Linked DNA regions of Zea mays: region 1 is linked to region 2. A link is a contact called in public Hi-C data. All regions are on one chromosome and are shown on one strand. Each heading gives the region's core, a stretch centred on a gene start, on an enhancer-like site or on the middle of the called end of the contact. The rest is flanking DNA. Distances are from core to core; before and after follow the strand shown.

Evidence for each region. Hi-C and Micro-C count contacts between places; a contact is called where the count stands out from the background.
Region 1: a contact with region 2 is called in a Hi-C map of leaf, with 4 times the contacts expected there. The contact joins the promoter of LOC100191215 here to the enhancer-like site in region 2. A contact is called at or near these places in 2 of 25 Hi-C or Micro-C datasets (endosperm and leaf).

Annotation. Positions count from the first base shown.
Region 1 is chr10:74,098,139-74,105,561 of Zm-B73-REFERENCE-NAM-5.0, reverse strand. LOC100191215 reads right to left here and starts at 2,378. Exons shown (of 10, transcript NM_001136649.1): 1 at 2,230-2,378; 2 at 1,954-2,123; 3 at 1,785-1,849; 4 at 1,565-1,605; 5 at 1,283-1,371; 6 at 1,093-1,206; 7 at 872-949; 8 at 550-615. The coding sequence starts at 2,374.
Region 2 is chr10:73,949,896-73,957,285 of Zm-B73-REFERENCE-NAM-5.0, reverse strand. No RefSeq gene overlaps it. Among protein-coding and RNA genes, the nearest start is that of LOC103641219, 59 kb to the left of the region's middle. Within about 2 kb of position 3,640, at least 18 of the 20 cell types and tissues checked have an H3K27ac peak or open chromatin away from gene starts, as enhancers often do. A contact at or near this core is called in leaf, where this site is marked.

The DNA.
Region 1 (7,423 bases), core at 1,129-3,628, 150 kb before region 2:
GAGGAAACATTATCTATAAGCCACAGCAGTTCTGAACAGACTCGTATCCCCTGAAGTACTGCAGAGGCATTAAGTGTCACTGGCATGTGGGCTAGAATGGGAGGGCAGCCTTCCATATCAGTAACTTTATAATGCCTCTGCAGTACTGCACAGAGCCACAGAGGTTTCTGGACAGACTCTGAATCCTAGTCTGTGGGTTTATTATGTGGTTTTACTTAAGAACTTAGCTGCACAGTAGTTTGAATGTAAACATCTTCTAGCGACCAAATACTATATATGCCGTCAATGTAAAGCATATTTTGGAAGGTGGTAGTATTTAAAATTATATCTGTACCTCTACTTTCTCTTAAATAACAATATATTGTCAATTGTTGCAAAATCAACACCATCCTAAAAATACTTTGAGGATTGAACACAAATTTATCGATGCAATTTTAGTACACTAACATATATAGTATAATTTAACATATTCTTGATCAAAGCTTGCAAGTTTAACTGTCAAAAAATAAAACAAGCCTTAACATTGATGGAAAGATAGAATTGAGATACCTCTTTAGGGAGCCTGGGATGTCCCAGAATTCGTGCAAACGAGGTGTGAAGCAGAACAGGGTCATACTGTCAGAAAAAAAAATCAGGTCAGGTGACAGATTAATTGAAATCTGCAAGATATTATGTAAATAGCCATCTGTACAATAACCACGTACTGCACCACTATATTTGAACAATAAATTCAGCCAGATACCAAAATTAATTTGTTCGGCAGATGTTTTGTTGATGTTTCTTTATCAAGATAATGCTACCTCTTGGCGTTGGTATAAAAGTCAAGTTAGGCAGATGTTAACAGTTATATCAAATCTTGAGCTGCTCATACCAGTTGCTTTTGAGGTGCACGAGGAAGAGCTTCTCTCAATCTTGAGCGGATTTCTGCAGGATCAGTACCAGATTCAACCTAAACACACCAAATACCATTACCTATATTTCAGTTTGAATACTTCTCAGGAACTCAGGGTAGAGGATTGCAAACTAAGGTTACATGAGCTTAATATCAATCAGAAAAAAATCATACAGAACAGGGTCTCTTGAGATCAAAACCTGCCACAGGCCAAGAAGCACACCGGTTGAGGTCAAAACCACTCTGTCCAATACAATTTTAAGCGGACACAAATTCTTGGTGACACCTTTTACTGCCTCCACTTCGGCTTCAATCTCAAAGATATCACATATAGATATGTCAGTGAAAACTTCAACTGCCATGCTCACGTCAATCAGAGGGTGCACTCACCTCATCCTCAGTTGCTACAATGGGCTCCAAGTGATGGGAGGCATGAAACATGCTGAAGTGATACATGCTCGTATTTTGGAACCAGATAGCTGCAAAACAAATCAACCAAGCAAAGTGCTCAAAAAAGCTGTCGGTTTCTGTGACACTAACCAATCAGTCAGCAGGCAACTGAACTGGTAAGTGACAACTCTATTTAGCATCATTTAAATGTCAGGCCATGAATTCAGCAGGTGAAAATTCTACAGTTGTACATGTATGGATGCCATAGCATAGAAGCTGTACCTTGGTCAAAATAAGGAAGAAACACGTCCTTTACAGCTTTCCTGCAAGCCCAAAACATACTGAATGAGCACTGCCCTGACCTGACCTCCCAAAGGAACTTATACAGCCATCTGACCAATCACGGGCTAACTTAGTTCTTCTCCCTTGTAAGGAGAGAGCATCGCTTCAGGAACAATTAACAGCAAGTTGCCTGCGGATTTTGGCAAAGGTCACCACTCACGAGATCACAGCGGCGAACTTGGGGTCCATATAGAGCACATTCGCGCGCACTGGCGGGTCGGCGGCCTGCCAAGCACATTTCAGTTCAGCGACACCATCATAAGCCACAACCAGCTACATGTCAACCAGCGTGACGAGCAGGACACGGGGCTGGTGAAGAAAGCCCGCACCTTGAGCCTGGGTACGACGGCGCCGTCATCTGCGGTGTCGAAGAGGTCCGAGAGCGTGAGCGACTGCGACGTCTCGCCGCCCTTCAGGAACGCCGCGCCGCGCTCGTCGAGGTCACGCGCCATCTTCGAGTAAAGCTCGGCGCGCCCGACCTGCACCGAGCCGGAGCCACCTGACACAAAAACCAGGAAAGGGGGGCGAGATTTCACGACTGGAACAAATTATTGGTGGAAATCAAGAAACTGCAAAGGAATGGATGGTTTAAGAGGGGTCGTTACGAGGGGAGACAGAAGGGTAAGAGGCCATGTGCGACCACCGGTTGAGGAGGAGGAGGAGAACGGCGGCCGGAAGCAACCAGACGGCGGTGCCCGGAGATCTGGGTCTGGGACGCGCGGAGAAGCAGCTCAGGGGTGATGTGGCCATCAAATGTGGTTTGGTGAGTGCTGCTTGATCCGTGTGGCTATCATTAAGCTTTGTCAATTCTATTGGCATACTGCCGAATCGAGAGATTCTGCCATCAATAATAAAAAGGTTTATAAAATTGTCATTAGACCTACATTTTATAAACTAAGCAGGACTCATAATTTATAGACACAGTGATAATTATAACAAGAAGATAATATTGTGAGCGGCAAAAATTTAATTATCTCCTGCCGAATCAGAGATGCTAGAAAGTAGAAACGCAGGCGCGAGCCGCGCGTCGACTTTAGGCCACTGGCATAAATAATTGTAATTAAGAGTGCTCAAATTATAAAATATTTTACTTTTAAAATTCATTACTCCATCCGTTCAAAAGTAACAGTCGCATTTGATTATATAAAAAAGATATGTAAGGGCTAGTTTAAAAAGTCCATTTTAAAGATAGGCTTCTATTTTCCCAAGCGAAAATTAACTATTTTTTTTAAAAAAAATAAAAAACCCATAAAAAAACAGGGTTTTCAAATTAGCTTTAAAATAGATTTTGATTCATAACTTCTTTTATTGTACATAATCAGTCGCCAAAGAATCAATATCAGCTTAGAACTACTTTTAAGAAGTGTTTAGTTTTTAGAGACTAAGTTTTAGTCGCTATATTTTATTCTATTTTATAACTTATATCTAAGAAGGGGCACTTAGATATATGTTATAAATACATTTTCCTACTTCAAATATTTTTGTCGAGTACGATTATATCAATTACCCTTGGCATACGCTGCATCTGAGTCATAGGAGACTTGATGCTCGTAATAAGTCAACAAAAAGTGGATATGCATGGAAGATAAGATGATGGCCTATTGTTTAAAAATCCGGAATCTCGAAGAAAGTTTTCGGTTGAAAGCAAGAGATTTTCAAAAGCCTTTTGTTGGGTGCCTTCGTCTTCCGAAGGTTCTCAAAAACATAATTTAACGATATTTCTGGAGTATAATACATGAACAGGTACCTTCGGACTCGGATCAGAACCACAGTGTAAGAAGCACAAAGAATACGAAGGTTGACGTAGCGCCGAAGTTACGAGCAAGGGAGCTTCGGCATGACAGCAGAAAAGGGAACCGACTTAAAAGGGAAAAGACCATTTAGACCTCGATGGATCACTATAGAGTCATTAGTAAATGTAAAGGGCATGAGTGTAATTTTACATGGGCTGCGTCCCGTGCCTATAAATAGATGAACAGTGCTCCCATACTGTTCACGCTGACTTGTATTTGCTCGTGCGTCACACTCGTTCTTTTACCTTCTATCAAGCCGAAGGTACACTTGTAATGTGATATCATTTCTATTTGTCCATGATAATAAAATAGAAATGAGCTGATAATATTACATAATTATTCATGTTATCTCTTACATTCTATATGATTCTCCTTTTATTATCGCATATTGCAATGATGAAGGTATGTCCTTCATGACCTTCGTCTGAAGATCATTATATCCTAAGGGAAATAATGTCTCGGAGGACGAAGGGCATTAACGTTTGACATTTTTTTGTGTTGCCTTGTTCTTAACTCATAGCATTTGAGAACAAGTCCCCAACATTGGCGCCCACCTCCGATGAATCCTTTTCGACCACCTTCGGCAAGCACTGACCTTAGTCATGCCACAGAAGAAAGCTTCAGCGACAGGGGCTGCCGCTCTGCTAGGGGTGGGCGTTCGGGTTACCCGAAATTTTCGGGTCGGGTAATTCGGGTTTTTAAAATTTCGGGTTTTGAGAATTGATACCCAAAATTACAACGGGTTTTGCAATACCCGAAAATTCGGGTACCCGGAATTTCGGGTTCGGGTTCGGGTATTCCCGAACTACCCGAACTATTATGTTGGCTTCATAAAAACACATATACTCTATTAAATTAGTATAAAAACATAGGTTGAATAATGATATACATGGACATATAAAACATAAGCTATCTATAATCACAAGTTATGCACACTTACACATAATTATAGATGTACAAATTAAAAATTAAGCATGACATGAGTACATGACACATGAAAGTTCGGGTAATTCGGGTATTTCGGGTACCCGATTGTGATACCCGAATTACCCAAAATAAATTCGGGTTTTGCAAGTTGCTACCCGAAATTCCCGAACAAAATTCGGGTTCCGGGTATTTCGGGTTCGGGTTCGGGTTTCGGGTTACGGGTTTTTTGCCCAGCCCTACGCTCTGCAGCCACTGGACCCAAACCAGGACACCCTTTCTCTTCGAGAGGCCCGAAGCCAGAAGAGGAAGGCCACTAGTCCAACACTCCAGGAGGAGGAGTTGGACCAAGAAATTAGAAACATGGAGATGCTTCATCAACAAGTACAAAGGAAGAAGGAGAAGATGGCCCGACTAGCTGATCTTCAAAGGCAGATTGACGAAGCCACTAAAGAAGTACGCCATCTTGCTCAAGACGAACAAGAGCGAAGGCCCCAACATAGGGAGCTTCACCAAGAAGGCTTCTTCAACGAGGATGGATGTTATGATGATTTCAATCATGATACCTTTACCTTTGACGATGCTTCTCCCTTGGCAGCAGAACTGCAGGCTATCCCATGGCCTCCATCATACAAGCCACCTCAGCTCCCCATGTATGATGGACATTCAGACCCGAAGCAGTTTTTGATGAGTTATGAAGCAACTATATCTTCATACGGAGGCAATGCAGCTGTCATGGCCAAGTCCTTCGTCATGGCAGTTAAGAATATGGCCCAAACGTGGTATTCTTCTCTTCGGCCAGGAACTATTACTTCATGGCAGAAGCTCAAGGATATGCTAGTGACAAGTTTCCAGGGCTTTCAGACGAAGCCAGTCACAGCTCAGGCTCTATTTAAATGCACGCAAGATCATGAGGAGTATCTCCAGGCATACGTCCGAAGGTTCTTGCGTTTGAGAGCACAAGCGCCTACAGTGCCCAATGAAATTGCCATTGAGGCCTTGATCAAGGGGCTTTGTCCAGGACCTACTGCCCAGTATTTTGCTAGAAAGCCTCTACAGACTTTGGAGAAGCTGCTTCAAAAGATGGATGAATACATCCGGGCTGACAATGACTTTCGCCAAAGAAGGGAGGAAGCCTACAGGTTCTCTGAGATGACCAGGGGCTTCAAAGGAAGAATCCACCCAAGGCATGTCAGGTCAATCCACTCCACCCAGAGTGACAACAGAGGAAGTCAACAACAGAGGCCACAATATTCCTCGCAAGCTTCGGGGCAGCAACAAAGCTCTTTCCGGCCACCAGCTCCAAGAGGCAGAGGCGCCAGGGGCTTCGGAGGAAGGTTTGGGGATCAACCTAGAAAAATTTATTGCTTATTCTGTGGTGAGGACAAGGGCCATACTACAAGGATGTGCCATGTCACCATTCAGAAACAAAAGGAAATAGCAGAAGCCGCAACTCAGCAAAACCAGCCGAAGCACGTCATGCATACTGCTTCGTATCACTCACCCTACATACCAGAGTATGTGGGTAACCATCCTGCAGCGTCTGTTGCTTCGGCTAGTCAGCCACAGGCATCTTGGCCACAGCCCCCACCTCCGCCACCACTACAACCTGTATATTCACGAGGTCAGCAGCTAGAAGGGAGCCAACAGACCCATCAGCAGCGAGATTTCAGGGAGGAGTCCGAAGCTCGCACAGTCAACAGTACTATCGGCGTTTCGACCCCAGGGGGTCCCTGGACCGACGAGTAAATTGTCGCCGCGTGCCCCAGCCCAGATGGGTCGGCGCGAGACGGAGCGCGAAGGGGGGAAAGCCGGAGGGAGACAGGCATAAAAAGGGGAAACCCGCGGCCTTCGTGTTTGTCCCGCGCCCAGGTCGGGTGCGCTTGCATGTAAAGCCCAAATTTTGGTGGAAGAAAAAAAATTATATATCATGAAATAATAAAATAAAGAGATAAAAATATATATAATAAGTGTGATGAGAATTTTGAAGACTCTTGAAATCTATTAGGAATTCTCCCTCCTCACATTCAAACAATAATATTAAATTTGTTCAGTAACTAATAAATTGATAAAGAGAAGGTTGATCTCTTGATGAAGATTTTGTAGTGACACATTCTATTTTAAACTTAAACTTGACCTCCAATTTTTAAATAAAAGCATAAACTAGAAAATGAGGAAGGAAATATTCATGGAACCCTATTATTTCCCCTATAAATGAATAACAAGAAAAAAATATAAATAATAATATAGTAAACAACATGTATTATATTATTACTAATTTTGGCACTCATAAAATCTGAAATTCAAAGATGATAATTTGGATTTAAATTGAGCACTTAAAATTTAAAACCAAGCAGAAAATTAACAAAAGAAAAGAACCCCAAAGAGTGTCGCGTGGGCCGAATTCTTTCCTCCTGGCCCATCCCAAGGACCACTCTCCCCAGCGCACTAGCCCAACCCTGCTCAGCCCGCGCCATCTCCTGCACTCCTTCCACCTCCACGCGGGGCCCACATGACAGAAAATTTGCGCATGAGTACAGCCTCGCGTCTGCCACTGCCACATGGGCCCATCTGCATAGATGATTCAACAACCTCGCGGAGGACTTGCTGCCGCAACGGATTTCACCGAGCCGGGCGGACGCCAACGTTGAACTCGACGCATTCGGTTGGGGAAAATCTTGATGCTCCTATGGAGCCGGACGTCCAGGGAAGTCCGACCTGGGCATGTTATAAACCACGCGCCTGGTTCCCCTCTCCTTTTCTATAGGCCCAACACTAGCCGTCGTTGCCGTGCGAATCGAGAAGTAGCAGAGAAGATTGCCGCCCTCCGCCGTGGATAGAACTCCTGCTCACGTATCACGTGGTATGTGCCCGCTCATCCTGTGCGCCATAATCTCCTCTGCGCGTAGCTCGCTTCCCGTGGGCCTTGGGGCTCCGGGGCGCCGACTTCGAGATCTCCGGCAAGGTCACCGCCGCCTATGGGGTCTGCGCCGCCACGGAATGACCGTAGGGATGAAGAAGAGCCTGTAGCCGTCGATCTGCGATTGGGCGCGCATGATTAGATCTGGGGGGAACTGAATCC
Region 2 (7,390 bases), core at 2,391-4,890:
TAAGATAAGAGGGATCACTATGAAATAGATACATTTTAATGGAGGATAATCTGAGTTGTTTAGTTATCTTATGAATTCTATTTATGCCTATACGTATATGCAGATGTAATTGTGGACATTACTCCACAACTAATCACACTCAATCAAAGATCCAAATCAGAAAAATATCATAAGAACAAACAATCAAGCGTATAGATACCTATAAAAAATAGTTTTCTTTTTTGTTTCTATGAGTAGGTCTCCTATTCCTAAAGGTCACTTTAGGCACAAGATTTCAAAGTGTGAAATCCACATTTGTCTTTAGAAAGAAAATGTAAGAATAATCAGAGTAAAGCGGAAATAGATGAGAAAAGATTAAGATAAGTTTAGAAAAGAATCAGAGTAAGATAAGTAGACAATGGTTGTCCAGTTCTATCTAGGTTTCGTTCTACAGTCAACATTCCTCTCATACCACTTCTGTCACACCCGGTTTTAAGGGACAAAGCCGGGTGCATCTCATATATGCGCCAAAGAAGACAACACATATAATAACAGAGTGTATAGAGATAAATGTCACAATTTAATCAGAGTACTTATTACATAGCGGAAGTCTTACAAAATAAAATATAAATATAGATCGAACTAAAATCCATCCTTGGCGCTAGAAAGTCAGTTGGGAGACGCCATCTAGATTGAATCGAACTCCTCGCTGTGTGGCTCCACTTGAACCACCTGTTCTTCTCCTGTGGGGGGGGGGGTGTGAGACATCAAGGGTGAGCTCACACATGTTCATCGCTCAACAAGTTGAGGGGAATAATGTGACATGAACTCACCAAAGGTGGGAGTTCATGTGATGTGTAAAGCTGATCAACAGTAGGGGTTAAAGCTGAGCATTGCTTTTAATAAATTGGTCAAATTTTATTAGCAGTTACTAAGTGTAAGTAAATACCAAACCATAATAAATAATAGAACAAAATTAATAAATAATCCCATGCAAATGCAAATGACAAATTGAATTTAAGTTACATAAATTAATCATGTGAGTGTCTGAGCTGCTCATGATCGTGAGCACGATTAGTATACCAGTTTTACACTCTGCAGAGGTTGTGCACCTTTACCCACAAGTCATGTTACCCATCTGGCAAGGGGTCATGAATCACATACACCTCTATCAAGGAAGCGAGGCAGGGTAACACTACGAGGCCTTTATAAAGTTCCACTAGCTTCAGAAAACCCGCTACGGTTTCTAGGAAGCTCCAATACAGGGATTCCTCGCCTGACCGCCATCGCAACAAAATCAACCGAAGGACCTCCCTACACTAACCACTCCCTTACTGCCATTGCCCCTTTCGGGTAAGGTAGTCATCCACTAGCTTTTCTAATTAGTCAGCCAAAGGCATCCCATACTACCCTTGTGGTAGCACTATTTTCCCGGGTGGTTCTCCATGTTCCCATTAACATAATGATCTTATCATGAACATAGTTAACATAACAAAATAATAGAAACATGGCTATAATGAAATATTAACCCAAAAACTATGTAAAGCAATAGCATAACTACCCAATGATTCAGGGGTAAACAAGGTAAAAAGATAAACAGTCTATGGTGACCTATTAGGTCCCATCAAAATTAAACCTATGCATGAATAGTGATAATACAGAATATTATTGGGTAACAAAAGTGGATCAAGGGCACAACTTGCCTGGCACTTGAGATTCCAGTTACCAGGGTGATTCTTTGGATCCTCGTGACCACACCGCTAGTCGTAGCAATACAATCATACATGGTATAGACAAAATTAACATCACACAAAACATAAGAACATACTGCATAATAATGATCTACGCGTTGCTATGAGATTGTGGGAACGAGAACCACTAAAATCAGAGTTACGGTAAGGAGTTATGATTTTATAGAGGATTTTTGTGATTCAAACGTTAAACTATATTATAAATTGGTTAATATAAATCATATAAGAGATTATTCTATAAATAATTATCTCAACTTTAATCTAAGTTATAAATTGACCATAGATCATATTCTAGTAGTCTATAATGATAAGTAGTTTAACTAGACTAACCAACATTAGTTAAATACAGATCTAATCATAAAATAATGAGACATAGTATAATAAATGTTGTTATTGCATAGTAAATATTTGTACGAGACTAACTTAACTTGAACGAGTCAAATCGGAATTAAAACGATAAAGTTATGAATTTCTGAAGGTTCTATGTGCTAGGTACTAGATTAATTAGGAGATTAATTTTAATATAGTTTTTATGTCAAAACAGAGACACTATGTGATAAACAACATTATTATAAAATTATAGGAACTAGAATAGATTAATTTGGACCTCATATGAATTTTTATGAATAAAATGAGTTTCTGGAATTATTTATATACTAGAAATCATTTTCTATAATTATTTATTTATTTTCACTGCTCCCTCGATCTCGCACACAAAAATAGAGAACAACAAGGGCCTAAATCACAATTTCTCTAAGATTCAGGCTCCTGTACACTGGACGGCGGGTTGATTCAGTAGTAATACAGGGGCTCTTTAACAAAATAGCCGGGCGAAAGGGTATCGAGGGTTTCTGACCGTTGGATCGTCAATCCGCGCCCTAGATTAGATCGGCGCGGCGGTGAAACGGTACGCGACGAGAACCGTTGGATGCAAATGCGACGGGGAGGATTTTATTATTCTGGATTTGATTCTATCCGTCCGATCTAGATCAACGGATCAGACCGAATCCTGCGAAAGGGTATGCGATCGTCTAATCTTAGCCCTTGAATTCTAGATCTCTAGCCCACGTTCTCTCTTCCTCCCTTCACGGTTGGAACAGCGGCGCCGCCGCCCCTATATGGCGGAACATCGCCGGCGACAGCCCAGACATTGATACGGTGCTTGATTCACTACGCAGGACCCATCTAAACACTCGAGGATCAAATCTAAACTATGAAAGGGGCTCATACCGGAAATCACGACGACGTGCGCGCAGAACCGGGCGTGGGGCGGACTAAGGCTCTCGTTGCACTCCGGCGAGCAATCCAGTCCTCTACCTCCACCGTCAGAGCCCGCCACCGCCACGGGTACGCTTGGTGTGATATTGCGAAGCTCCTAGGGTATGTGTCCCCGCCGATGTGAAGATGCGAACAAGTGATGGTGTGGCGTAGCTCCGCCAGGTTGAGCACACCACGGCGACCAATCCGGCTTACGCCCACTGCCCCAGATCTCACACCAACAACGCCCAGGTGAAGAGCGCCCACGCGACAACTGTCGGACGTTCCCAGGTGGCCAGCAACGACGTGTAGGATGGTGGACCGCGGCGGCGGTCGCGGTCGAGGTTACCGGCGCACGAGTCCTGGCTTTTCGGTGGTGGTGAGCTTCGATGGGATCCTAGGCGAGCGCGCAGATCGGTAATGGCTTGGTCCAAGGAGCGTGGCGGCACGCGATTTATACCCCCGACGACGGAGTCCAACCGGGGAGGCGGCCGCGAGATTGACGGCACAAGCAACACAACAACCATGGGGAAGATCTACAGCGGCAGGGGGTCCAGCTGACGTGTTGGGTTCACGGGCCAGCGACAGTGATGCCAGAGCCCATCCGTCGGTGACTTGGAAGCGCGTGGTCAAAACGGTGGAGGCTGACCTACGGCCCCACAAGTCAGTGGCAGGCGCGCGACGTGCACAAGATGCTTCGGGATGGGCCGCAGGAGGTAAGGAACTTGGCCGAATTCTAGTTCTGTGGCCTAGAACAGGTAGCAGGCTTCTTTCTTTTATTCTTTTCTTTTGTTATTTTCTATTTAGATTGGTATATCCTCAAATTGAATTTCAAATTCAAGTTTCAAATCCCAAATATAAAACTCATCCCACATTAAGATATAACATCTACTATTTGCATCAATATTATTTTCCTTTCCATAGTGTTTATTTTTCTTTCCTTCATTTCTCATTTATTTCCTTTTTGACTTTCAAAATTCTAATTCCAAATTCTAATTTAGGATATAGTTTAAGAATTCAAATTTAATACATACTCACAATCAATTATGGAGCAATAGATATATATTTATTTTAATTGATTTATTTGTTTGATAAATGTTTGAAATATGAGTCACACTCATATGGTTCCTTTCTTTTTAGGAAAATGGTATTTTCATTACGTGACATGAGTTTAAAATTACTTAAAAATTAAATATTCATGAAAGTGATTGCTTATGGTGCATCATTTCATGAAATGCATAATCATTTAGTTGTATAGAAAAAATTTCTATTACTCCTTTTCTAAAATAGTTCTTGGTTTTCAAGATTCTATCCTCAATTTTCAATACTCAAGTATAATTTGAGATATCTGAATTTACTATTTTTATTTCCTCATATATTTATTTTATTATTTTTTCTTATACACATTTTGGGCATTACAAATCCTACCCCCTTAACAGAAATCCCGTCCTCGAGATTTGTAAGGAAAGGGTGAATATTCATATTGTCTCAACACATATGCACGATAAAAAATCTCAGCATGATGCATACTTTATTAACAACACATGAGGTCAATTAGACCTTATTATTCCTCCTAAAATAGTATCATATCATCTACTAACTAAAGTAACATTTATATCTTACGAATAGTAGTAATTTATATATATATATATATATGTTTATGTAGCTTGGTGGAGCTGGTGGTGGTGGTGGAGGTTGTTGTTGTCGTTGTTTTTCCAACCGTGCTTGCCTTATTTCTTGACGTATGTCCAGCCGGTCCTAACGTATTTCCTCGCGTTCTTGTCTTATCTGATTTTGCAATTCGGTAACCATGTTTGCCATTTGTTGTATTAGCATCATTTGGGTGGCAACCACTTGGTCGATTCCAACCGGTGGAGGATCTGAAGGATTCATTTTGTTTGCTATTGCTTGATAATCTTCCCTTTCTGGCATTGACCATGAGAGTTAGAAGCATATGGCAAAATAGTTTTGCAAGGGAAATTATTTGGTCAGTAGAATGAATAGGCTAGTAACCGGTTATGATCTGAAGATTCTTCAGTAGGGTTTAATATTTGTTTTTTGTCAAGATTGGGATATCTAGTTGTATATGGTGAATGTCCAAAGGTAAGATAGAACCTATCAAGATGAGATAGATATGGGTGAGATAGACTCTATGATGTAGTTCAAAAGTATGTTTAATGTTAGGTGGGGATAGTCAGATTATACAATTCATCATGTTTCTACTGGTTGAGTTAAATCTTTTTGCTCTTGGTTGAGTTAGTTTGTTGCACTAATTTAGGTTTAAGTGCATGAGAGGAGAACAAGGTTTATAGGAGTAGGATCTAGTTTATTTCACTAGTGCTCACTTGTTAAATGACTCTCATTAGATTATATAATCCTATTTAAGAATATCATTTAGTTAAGAGTATCAAGCTGACCCTTTTCTTTATGAAATTCCAGTATATATATATATATATATTATACACCTGAAATTCTTTTTATGCCATTATCTAAGTTGGGATAACAACTGCGGGTACATGGAGTAGATAGGTTAAACAGAGTTTTACTTTGCTTTCGGGATAAATGGGTTGGGCAACCTATAACATAGGTGAGGTCGTGGTTTCACAGACGAGTTGGTCTAAGATACCCGTTTAGGTTTAAAACCCATTTATAAGAATATGGTTTAGTTAATACTTGTAACATATATTAGACCATATTAGATTAGGTAGGGTCTAGATTAGATTGGATATAACTGGATTAATCTTAGTTTAAGTTAGATAAACCTACCAGGGTAGATTAAATATTATTAGGACATGTTAGAACCTTTTGAGATATGACAAATTATATGGGTAGGTAAGTCAGAATCTCGGTTAGGTTAAAACAAAGGGGTTATGCAACCATCGGGTGGTTAAGGTAGTTGCATATGGTCAGGTTGGACTAAGACTCCAATTTTAAGTTAAAACATATTTATCAGAGTAGGATCCAATCTTATTTTACCAGTATTATCTAACATGTTTGTCCGTTAGATTAGATCTGACCAGATTAGATGGGATCAGAAAATTGGTGTAACCAGATTAGACTAGATAGGATCTACTAAATTTATTTTGGAATAGATCATGTTTGTTATACTATTAGGAGATAAGCAAAGTGGTGGGGATAAGTATGCTTATTAGGACAAGATGAGTCTCTAGGAATAAGACAGAATCTTTTGATATTAGTTAGATCTATTATGATAGGATAGAATCTCTTCAAGATAAGACGAATTTATTAAGGTAAGAGGGAATCTTTTAAGATACGATAGATCTATTAAGATAAGAGAGAGTCTTTTAAGATAAGAGGGATCTTTATGAAATAGATACATTTTAATGGAGGATAATCTAAGTTGTTTAGTTATCTTATGAATTCTATTTATGCCTATACGTATATGCAGATGTAATTGTGGACATTACTCCACAACTAATCACACTCAATCAAAGATCCAAATCAGACAAATATCATAAGAACAAACAATCAAGCGTATAGATACCTATAAAAAATAGTTTTCTTTTTGTTTCTATGAGTAGGTCTCCTATTCATAAAGGTCACTTTAGGCACAATATTTCAAAGTGTGAAATCCACATTTGTCTTTAGAAAGAAAATGTAAGAATAATCAGAGTAAAGCGGAAATAGATGAGAAAAGATTAAGATAAGTTTAGAAAAGAATCAGAGTAAGGTAAGTAGACAATGGTTGTCCAGTTCTATCTAGGTTTCGTCCTACAGTCAACATTCCTCTGATACCACTTCTGTCACACCCAGTTTTAAGGGACAAAGCCGGGTGCATCTCATATATGCGCCAAAGAAGACAACACATATAATAACAGAGTGTATAGAGATAAATGTCACAATATAATCAGAGTACTTATTACATAGCGGAAGTCTTACAAAATAAAATATAAATATAGATCGAACTAAAATCCATCCTTGGCGCTAGAAAGTCAACTGGGAGACGCCACCTAGATTGAATCGAACTCCTCGCTGTGTGGCTCCACTTGAACCACCTGTTCTTCTCCTGTGGGGGGTGTGAGACATCAAGGGTGAGCTCACACATGTTCATCGCTCAACAAGTTGAGGGAAATAATGTGACATGAACTCACCAAAGGTGGGAGTTCATGTGATGTGTAAAGCTGATCAACAGTAGGGGTTAAAGCTGAGCATTGCTTTTAATAAGTTGGTCAAATTTTATTAGCAGTTACTAAGTGTAAGTAAATACCAAACCATAATAAATAATAGAAACAAAATTAATAAATAATCTCATGCAAATGCAAATGACAAATTGAATTTGAGTTACATAAATTAATCATGTGAGTGTCTGAGCTGCTCATGACCATGAGCATGACTAGTATACCAGTTTTACACTCTGCAGAGGTTGCGCATCTTTACCCACA